Linked DNA regions of Mus musculus: region 2 is linked to region 1. A link is a contact called in public promoter capture Hi-C data. All regions are on one chromosome and are shown on one strand. Each heading gives the region's core, a stretch centred on a gene start, on an enhancer-like site or on the middle of the called end of the contact. The rest is flanking DNA. Distances are from core to core; before and after follow the strand shown. Region 1 holds the start of Eif3j1 (eukaryotic translation initiation factor 3, subunit J1). Region 2 holds the start of Duox2 (dual oxidase 2).

Region 1 (4,001 bases), core at 1,036-3,535:
AATCAGCTTCCAATCTGCAACATCAACTTCAAACATTATGTATGAGACTGGTTATGTCAGCCGGTGCACTCCCTTAATCCCAGCACTCGGGAGGCAGAGGCAGGCGGATTTCTGAGTTTGAGGCCAGCCTGGTCTACAGAGTGAGTTCCAGGACAGCCAGGGCTACACAGAAAAACCCTGTCTTGAAAAATACCAAAAAAAAAGACTGGTTATGTATACGAAAGTAAGTCTGCACTGAAAGAGTGAGTGGATACGTGGATTTTACAAGTAACTCACCTCTAAGTCTCCCCAAAGTTAGCTCTTACACTTATCAACTTACAGTGGTTCTCACTGTGGGTCTCCAACAACCCTTTCAGAGCTCAGATATCCTGCATCAGATATTTACAATTCATAATAGCAGCAAAATTAGTTATAAAGTAGCAAAAAATAACTTTATGCTTGGGAGAGGTCACCACAACATGTTAAATACAAGCTAAAAGTTCACAGCACCAGGAAGGTCCACAACCACTGTTAAGTGATACGAATTATAAACATCAGGAATGACACCATTTACATTCCATAACCCCAGGTAGATACTACATGGCATCATTACTGAAAGCTTTAAACAACCTTTTGGCATTTATTCCCGCCTCCTTTACTTTCCCCCCACTGTCCCCTGTTTTGTTTTAAACTTACTCCCATCTCTTGACTTTTTTTTTTTCCCAAGACTTATTTATTATTACATATAAGTACACTGTAGGAGGGCATCAGATTTCATTACAGATGGGTGGCTAGTGGTTACTGGGATTTGAACTCAGGACCTTCAGAAGAGCAGTCAGTGCTCTTAATCGCTGAGCCATCTCTCCAGCCCAACTTTAACTTCTTTAACTTTATAAGATGTCCTAACTTCTACTTCCTAGGAAAAGTGAAAAGTCAAAACTGAAAATCTGCCGTGATAGGATAATATAAGGTCGGTAACAAACCATGCCCAAGTGTATACATACAATAGATAAAGAAAGCACGTAAGTAGCCAGTCAACAGCACTATTATTAACTTCATTATTAACTTCAATGTACACAAAGATCACTTCATTCCTCAAATTCAGGCTGTCTGGTAAAGTAGACATACACTTCAGCAAAGTTCAGAGTAAAAATGAAAAATCCAAACAGTATATCTAAAGCTGTAAGATGAGCCCGTGAGAGTTTTTAAGAACAATAAAGGTGAATAGGACTCGAATTTACAATACAAAAAAAAAAAAAAACAAACAAACCACTGGCCCCTGGTCTACCACAACCACCAACTCTTTGGGGTTTTTTTCTAAGCCTGTCTGTCCCTGTGTAGATGAATAACTGTTAGCTCTGTTTTTCAGAGTTCACAGTTCTGTCCACTAACCCGATGGTTATCTCAGTGCTCTCAGTTCATCCTTCTTACCACAGGGTGGGGGAAGGGAGAGCTAAAAGTTGTTTTACTACTCCAATTCTAGTTTAGAAAATTCAATGTATTTTCTCCATCTAATCGCTCAAACGAGCTACCGGCCTTCACAATCATACCTAAGTTACTGACACATGGGAGAGCCGAACTAGGAAAAGCGGATCCACGACTTTCCATATGGGACAAACACTGAAACCGAGTTCCCGATCTGTTCGCCTAGTTTCGGTGAGAGGTTCTGGACTGCGAAGATAGCACGTGGGCCGACCGGACTGCTGCTGTCACTTCTCGTCTCCAGTTAGGTTCCAGGCCAGAGAGCCGACCCTCGGTGAAGGGCTGGGGCCCAGGCGGTCACCACCCTCCGCAGAGTCCGGCCGGACAAGCTGCCGCCTTGCTGCCCACATGGCCGTCCAGCCGAGGGAACCTCCGGGCCGAAGCTCACGCGGGACCCACGGCCCGCAGGCCCGGGCGGCGCCCCGGGGGCCCGATCTCCCCGCCCGCAGCCGGCGCCCACGGGCGTAGCCTGGCTCCCGGGCCCGAACCTACCTTCACGTCCTCGTCCTCGTCCTCGCCTTCCCAGCGGTCCCCGCCGGCCGTGCCGCCGCCCGCGACCTTCCGCACCGGGTCCTCCATAGAGAACGTGTCCGCGTCTACGGAAGAGAGCGAGTCGCGTTAGTACCCGCGTGGGAGCGGGGCCGCCACAGCCCGCATTTGGGCCGGAACTTCTGCTCACCCCAAGAGTCTGAGTCCCCCGCCGCCGCTGCCGCCGCCGCCGCCGCCGCCATCTCGAACCGGGGGTGAGCGTGTGCGATGGGAAGAGCTGCGAAGAGTTAGCGCGGCAGAGGTGAGTCACTGGGCTGGCTCTCGTTGGCCCGCGCAGGGCAGGCTGGGACAGTGGCTGACTGGGCGCCCGGCAGAGGCTCCGCCCCACGGGCGACGCGCGCGGCAGGGGCGGGGCGGGCGGGGTGGGGCGACGCTGGGCTGGGAGACGCGGACCAGCCTGGTCCCCCCAAGCCACACCCCTCACCCCCTCATCCCCCACCCCCCGCGAGAAGAGAAAGGAAGTGCGCACGCGTGAGTCGGGCGGTGCTCGGCTAGCGAGTGGGTCTTCTAGTGCTGGCTGATCGTGAGCCGGCAGCAGGCGAGCAGCGAGGAGGAAGTGGACAGGGCAGATATCCCGTGGCCTCCTAGCATTCGGGCACGGAGATGGAAGTATACTCCAAGTCTCCCTGGTTCTCCCTTCCGGTGATCACCCGAAGTCCTGCACGGTGATTGTTTTGGCGAAAACATTTCGGAGTTCCGTGGTCCGTCCCAGGCTTATTCTAGTTTGTCCTCAACACAGTAGCAAAATAGTTATGTAAACAGATTTCGACACAGTGCAGTGGCTGCAACAAAAAGAAGCATTATGAGGTTAGATGTTAAAAAGGTAGCATTAACGACGACGGAAGTTTCAGTTTTCTGCCCGCGGTAGGCACTGGTGAAGCTGGAGTTTGAGAAACCAAGTGACTTGTGCTCCGGTGCATTTCTGGTAGAGAGAAGGCTTGTGGTGCTCATCTGAGTGCATTCTAACAGGTAAACTGATAAAAAGAACCTAAAAGGAGCAAAATTCTCTCCCCCTTGGCACAGGGCTTCCCAGTAAGGACATTAAGAAGGAAGGAGCTAGTTTAGATATTGTCTGATTTTCCAATATATTCATTGTTTTTAAAGTTTTTTGTTTTGTTTTGCTTTGTTTTTAAGACAAGTTTCTCTCTGTAGCCTGGGCTGTCCTGGAACTCGCTCTGTGAACCAGGCTGGCTCCCAGGTGCTGGGATTAAAGGCATGAGCTTAGGTTTTAAGTCTTTAAAAAAAACAGACACACATCAGCCATTCTTAGTACTTTCCGTTTCTTGTGTATTTTTCGTCTACAAGTAAACATTTTATAAGGTGGTCTTTCAAGAAATGTTCTACCGCAATTTTTTTGTGTTTGTTTGTTTGTTTGTTTGTTTTCGAGACAGGATTTCTCTGTGTAGCCCTGGCTGTCCTGGAACTCACTCAGTAGACCAAGCTGGCCTCAAACTCAGAAATCAGCCTGCCTCTGCCTCCCGAGAGCTGGGATTAAAGGCGTGCGCCACCACGCTCAGCTGTTCGACAGCATTATTAAAATGAGAGATGACGCTCTATAAAAGAAAGCATCCGCCCAGCGTGGTGGCACACGTGGTGGCCAGCCTGGTCTACAGAGTGCCAGGACAGCCAGGGCTACACAGAGAAGTCCTGTCTCAAAAAACCAAAAAAAAAAAAAAAAAAAATCCATTTATGATTTTACAAAGTACCTAGTACATAAGTATAGGATAAAACCAAGAGCCTCTGCCTTCCTTGCATTACCACTGAGCTATGCGATTTCCAACTCGAATGAATTAATTCTGCAAGGATAACTCAAGCCCAAATTAAGCCAGTGACAATGGAGAGGAAGGAACCAGTCTGAAAACTATTTTAAGGTCAAAGGCAACAGAATGGCTAATTCTATTTATCAGCTTGACTAGACTGTGGTACCTATGTCCCCTAGCTTTTAGTCAAATACCAGTCTAATCGCTGTGAATGTTAGATGTGACTAATGT
Region 2 (4,001 bases), core at 496-2,995, 270 kb before region 1:
TCCCCTCGCCTACTTTCAGGTCTACCTCGCCTGGCAGTCAGTCTCTGACTACCTGTATACCCCCAGCTGTCTGGCGCCAGCTCTCCGCCTCTAATTCAATCACTACTTGGTGAGACTCAGTGAGTTCACAAGTGCCAGGCAGACAGGGGTCACCTCTCCCAGAAGAGGGAGGCCCCGGGGCCTGGTAGTCAATTAAAAGAGAGGGACTGCGGATTTTTCTAGACCTGCCAGTTCCTCCGAACCAACAAAGATCAACAGGAAAAGGTCTTCTCAGACTTATAACAATGTAGTTCAGGACCTGGAGGCTGGGAGCTTGGAAATTTCTCTTGCTTGCTACACGTTTGAATCTTCTGTGAAACTCTCTTGAGTCTTTAACTCAACACAGTAAGAAAAGCACAGAAGTCCCCATTCTCTTGATCATGGTTCAAAGCACAGGACAGAGGGGCTAAGGCATTCAGAGACCAGAGACGGGGGGGGGGGCTGGCCGCACCCGAAGGCTAGACTTAATTCCAAATATACTGGGCTGATTCCCACTGCTGCTGCAGCTTCCAAAAGAAGCCAGCTGGAGTCTCTTCCCGGGATGTCCTGGACCAAGGAACCTCTTCCTCGGAAGAGTCGCTTACTGCACCAGACTTCTAAATTTGCATCTGCTGATCCTCGGAGAATCTTCCTTAGTCTCTTCTGTCCTGAGTCTCCAAGAAACTCTCTCCATATCGCACTATTACCCCCACGAAATCGGCTTCTTCTAGAATCCCTCTAGGGAGAACTTTGAATACCCCCTTACCGAGTGCCCACGGATTCCAGGCAAGATGAACAGGAAGCTAGCAGCCAAAGACAAGAACACCAGGATAACAATGAGCAGCGGTACGCTGAAGCTGGCGGCATGCCTGGGCTGGGGGTAAAAGGGTAGCACCCCGTCCCACGCAGTCATCCTGCAAGAAGTTCGAGAACTGTTCGCAGGCAGCGAGCTGGGATGAGTGATAAAAAGTCCGAGCCCTGCGGCTCTCCTAAGAAGCGCAGAGGCGTGATCTCCCGAAACTCTTTCCTGGCCCTGCGACTTCACGCAGTGTTCACAAAGAAACGCAGACCCCCTCCTTTTATAGGAGCGTGGGCAGCAAGCAGGGGCGGCGTCCAAACCAGGTAGCAGGGTCCTGTCTGGTTGAGGTCATGCAAACGAAGGGGCGGAGACATGCAAATAACTGAAATCCTGTCCTTAACTCGACCGCAAACCTCTGATTCACACATTCACACCTGCTAGCGGTGGCGCGAGCGACACCTGCTAGGCAGGACGAAGAGCGAAGGGTGAACGGGCATCCAGGAAGGGTGAAGATTCTCGGAGCTGCTCCCAGGAGCGGAGCAGGAAACAAAATCTCCAAGACCACGGAAGACTGTTGAACCGGACCGGATCCCTTACACCAGAGGTTGGGTCTCCTAGCTCCTTTCTCCCCTTTGAACGTAATTCATCCTAGATGAGGATGAGGTTGGCTGCGCGTCCCTAGCTCTCAGTTCATTAGCCTCTCTCCCTTTTCTATCCCCCTCCTGGAGAAGCAGTACTTGGGAAATTGGGCTGAGAGGACTAGGTTTTAGAACAAACCCCATAGACAGTCCCGCTGCGCTCCTGACCAGGGTGTTAATGTGCTTGAGATCAGCATCAGACAGGGTTAGGGTGGCAGACGGTCTTAATGCCAGAAAGCGCGTCGTGAAGATGTGGGACCTGAGTAGTACCTCTCTGCTCCTCTCCCAGTACCAGCCGTGGGAGTGTGCGCTCTTGACACACTACCCCCCACCGCCGGGATCAAGGACAGCATGCTTCCAACAAGTCCCAAGACTCTAGTTCTCCTGGGCGCTCTGCTGACTGGACCCCTGGGCCCAGCAGGTACGTAGTAGGGGCCTCTTGCTGAAGGGGCTAGCCAGTGTCCCACAGGAGTGTGGAAAGAGAAGGGAAGGCAGATGGCGCCTGGAAGCTGGAAGGGTTGAGCCATCTCTTATTGAGCTATTGAGTTGGAAGACTTCTGACCGCCTCGGCTCAGCGGCCAAAGGATTGGAGATGGCGTTCATTGGCAGGAGTTAGCCAGCTGAGGAAGGAGCCTAAAGCCCATCGGGTCATTCAGGGCATTCTGGAAGGTTAATGTTAAGTGGGAGGCTTTCTGCTCCCACAGGTGGCCAGGACGCACCCTCACTGCCCTGGGAAGTGCAGCGCTACGACGGCTGGTTTAATAATCTGAAGTACCACCAGCGCGGTGCGGCTGGTAAGCCCCGGGCTCTGTAGGGAGGGCGTGCAGTTGGAGTGTGGGGAGAGGAGCCGGGGCGGCCTGCGGGATTGCATTCTCACCACATTCTTATCCATTCCTGGGGGTAGGAAATGGGAGGGGGCATGTGGGGCTTCTTGGGGACCCAGAGCGTTGATCCAGATCAACTCTCTGCGCTCCAGGCTCGCGGCTGCGTCGCCTAATACCGGCTAATTATGCTGACGGTGTTTATCAGGCTCTGGAAGAGCCGCTACTGCCCAACCCTCGCCGGCTAAGCGATGCTGTCGCTAAGGGCAAAGCAGGGCTGCCCTCGGTCCACAACCGCACAGTGCTGGGGGTCTTCTTTGGTGAGTATAGGAACAGGAAACCAGGGTGGATCTGGAGCTTGCTGAGTGTCCAGGGAAAGGACCACCGCAACTTGCAGAAAAAAGAACTTTCCAAGAAGTGCTTCTGTTATCATCTTTGAGGGTTTGGGTGTGATGCGGGGATCTTTCTCTTACTTTACTTCAAACCAACACGTACATTGGGTCCCCACTAGAACTCTCAGAAACTTATGCCCTGACCACTGCTGTCCTCAAGACTCTCATGACTGCCACACAGAGGTGAAGGGAGCTTGTTTTCAAATCGTATCCGCCTCCCCCCCTCCCACCCCCGAAACGATATTGGCATGTTCACAAGGGGATGCTACGTTTTGTTTGCATCTTAGAAGATCAAGTCTGGCGGGGGGGGGGGGATAAGCTGAAGAGACAGCGTTGAAGCTTGTGCTCTGGCCTCTGTGTCCTGATAATTCAGAGGCTCTCCTAAGGAGAGCGGGACCTGGTGATTTATCTACCACTTTGCTCTCTTAACCCAGGCTACCACGTGCTCTCAGACCTGGTGAGTGTGGAAACACCAGGCTGCCCCGCAGAGTTCCTCAACATTTACATCCCACGTGGGGACCCGGTGTTCGACCCTGACAAGCGCGGGAACGTGGTGCTGCCCTTTCAAAGGAGCCGCTGGGACCACAACACTGGACAGAGCCCCAGCAACCCCCGGGACCAGGTGAGGCCAGGCAGCCAAAGGCAGGAGGGCAGAGAGGCGGGAAGGGGGTCTGAGGCTGGATCCGCTGGAGGCCTGGGATCTGGCTGGGAAGACCAGACACGGTGAGGCTCTCCCTACCAGCAAGGACCTGCCTGGTCCTCCTGACTCTGCTCATCCCTGCAGAGCAACCAGGTGACCGGCTGGCTAGATGGCAGCGCCATCTATGGCTCCTCTCATTCCTGGAGTGACACTCTGAGGAGCTTCTCTGGAGGACAGCTGGCTTCTGGGCCTGACCCTGCTTTCCCGCGGAACTCCCAGAGCTCTCTGCTCATGTGGATGGCGCCGGACCCCTCCACGGGGCGGGGCGGGCCACAAGGGGTGTATGGTGAGGCTGCGGGGGTCCTGGCAGGAGGTGTAGGGTTAGAGGCACCAGGCTGCTTGGAGGCCCTGTACTGGAGGAGGGGGGGACTGCCTGTGGGTCTGGGCTCCCCTGACTCAAGCTGTTGTCCATCTCCTGTCCTGCTTCCCCACATGGATGCAGCCTTTGGGGCCCAGCGCGGGAACAGGGAGCCCTTTCTGCAGGCTCTGGGCTTGTTGTGGTTTCGCTACCACAACCTGTGTGCCAGGAAGCTGGCGCAGGAGCACCCGCACTGGGGGGATGAGGAACTGTTCCAGCATGCTCGCAAGAGGGTCATTGCCACCTACCAGGTGAGTCGTGCCGCCTGCCTGGAG

The links. Promoter capture Hi-C pulls out the DNA fragments that hold promoters and counts their contacts.
Region 2: a promoter capture Hi-C map of 3T3-L1-derived adipocytes shows a contact between it and region 1, with 3 times the contacts expected there. The contact joins the promoter of Duox2 here to the promoter of Eif3j1 in region 1. A contact is called at or near these places in 13 of 39 promoter capture datasets (the 3T3-L1 cell line, 3T3-L1-derived adipocytes, the C10 cell line and 8 more), 2 of 484 Hi-C or Micro-C datasets (both in embryonic stem cells), 3 of 115 datasets of contacts at active chromatin or transcription factors (embryonic stem cells, epiblast stem cells and pancreatic cancer cells) and 2 of 9 other capture datasets (adipose tissue and liver).

Annotation. Positions count from the first base shown.
Region 1 is chr2:122,026,864-122,030,864 of GRCm38.p6, reverse strand. Eif3j1 (eukaryotic translation initiation factor 3, subunit J1) reads right to left here and starts at 2,285. Exons shown (of 8, transcript NM_144545.4): 1 at 2,141-2,285; 2 at 1,954-2,057. The coding sequence starts at 2,192.
Region 2 is chr2:122,295,971-122,299,971 of GRCm38.p6, reverse strand. Duox2 (dual oxidase 2) reads left to right here and starts at 1,745. Exons shown (of 33, transcript NM_001362755.1): 1 at 1,745-1,876; 2 at 2,160-2,249; 3 at 2,432-2,596; 4 at 3,103-3,290; 5 at 3,453-3,654; 6 at 3,811-3,977. The coding sequence starts at 1,807. Duoxa2 (dual oxidase maturation factor 2) reads right to left here and starts at 1,072. Exons shown (of 6, transcript NM_025777.2): 1 at 785-1,072. The coding sequence starts at 931.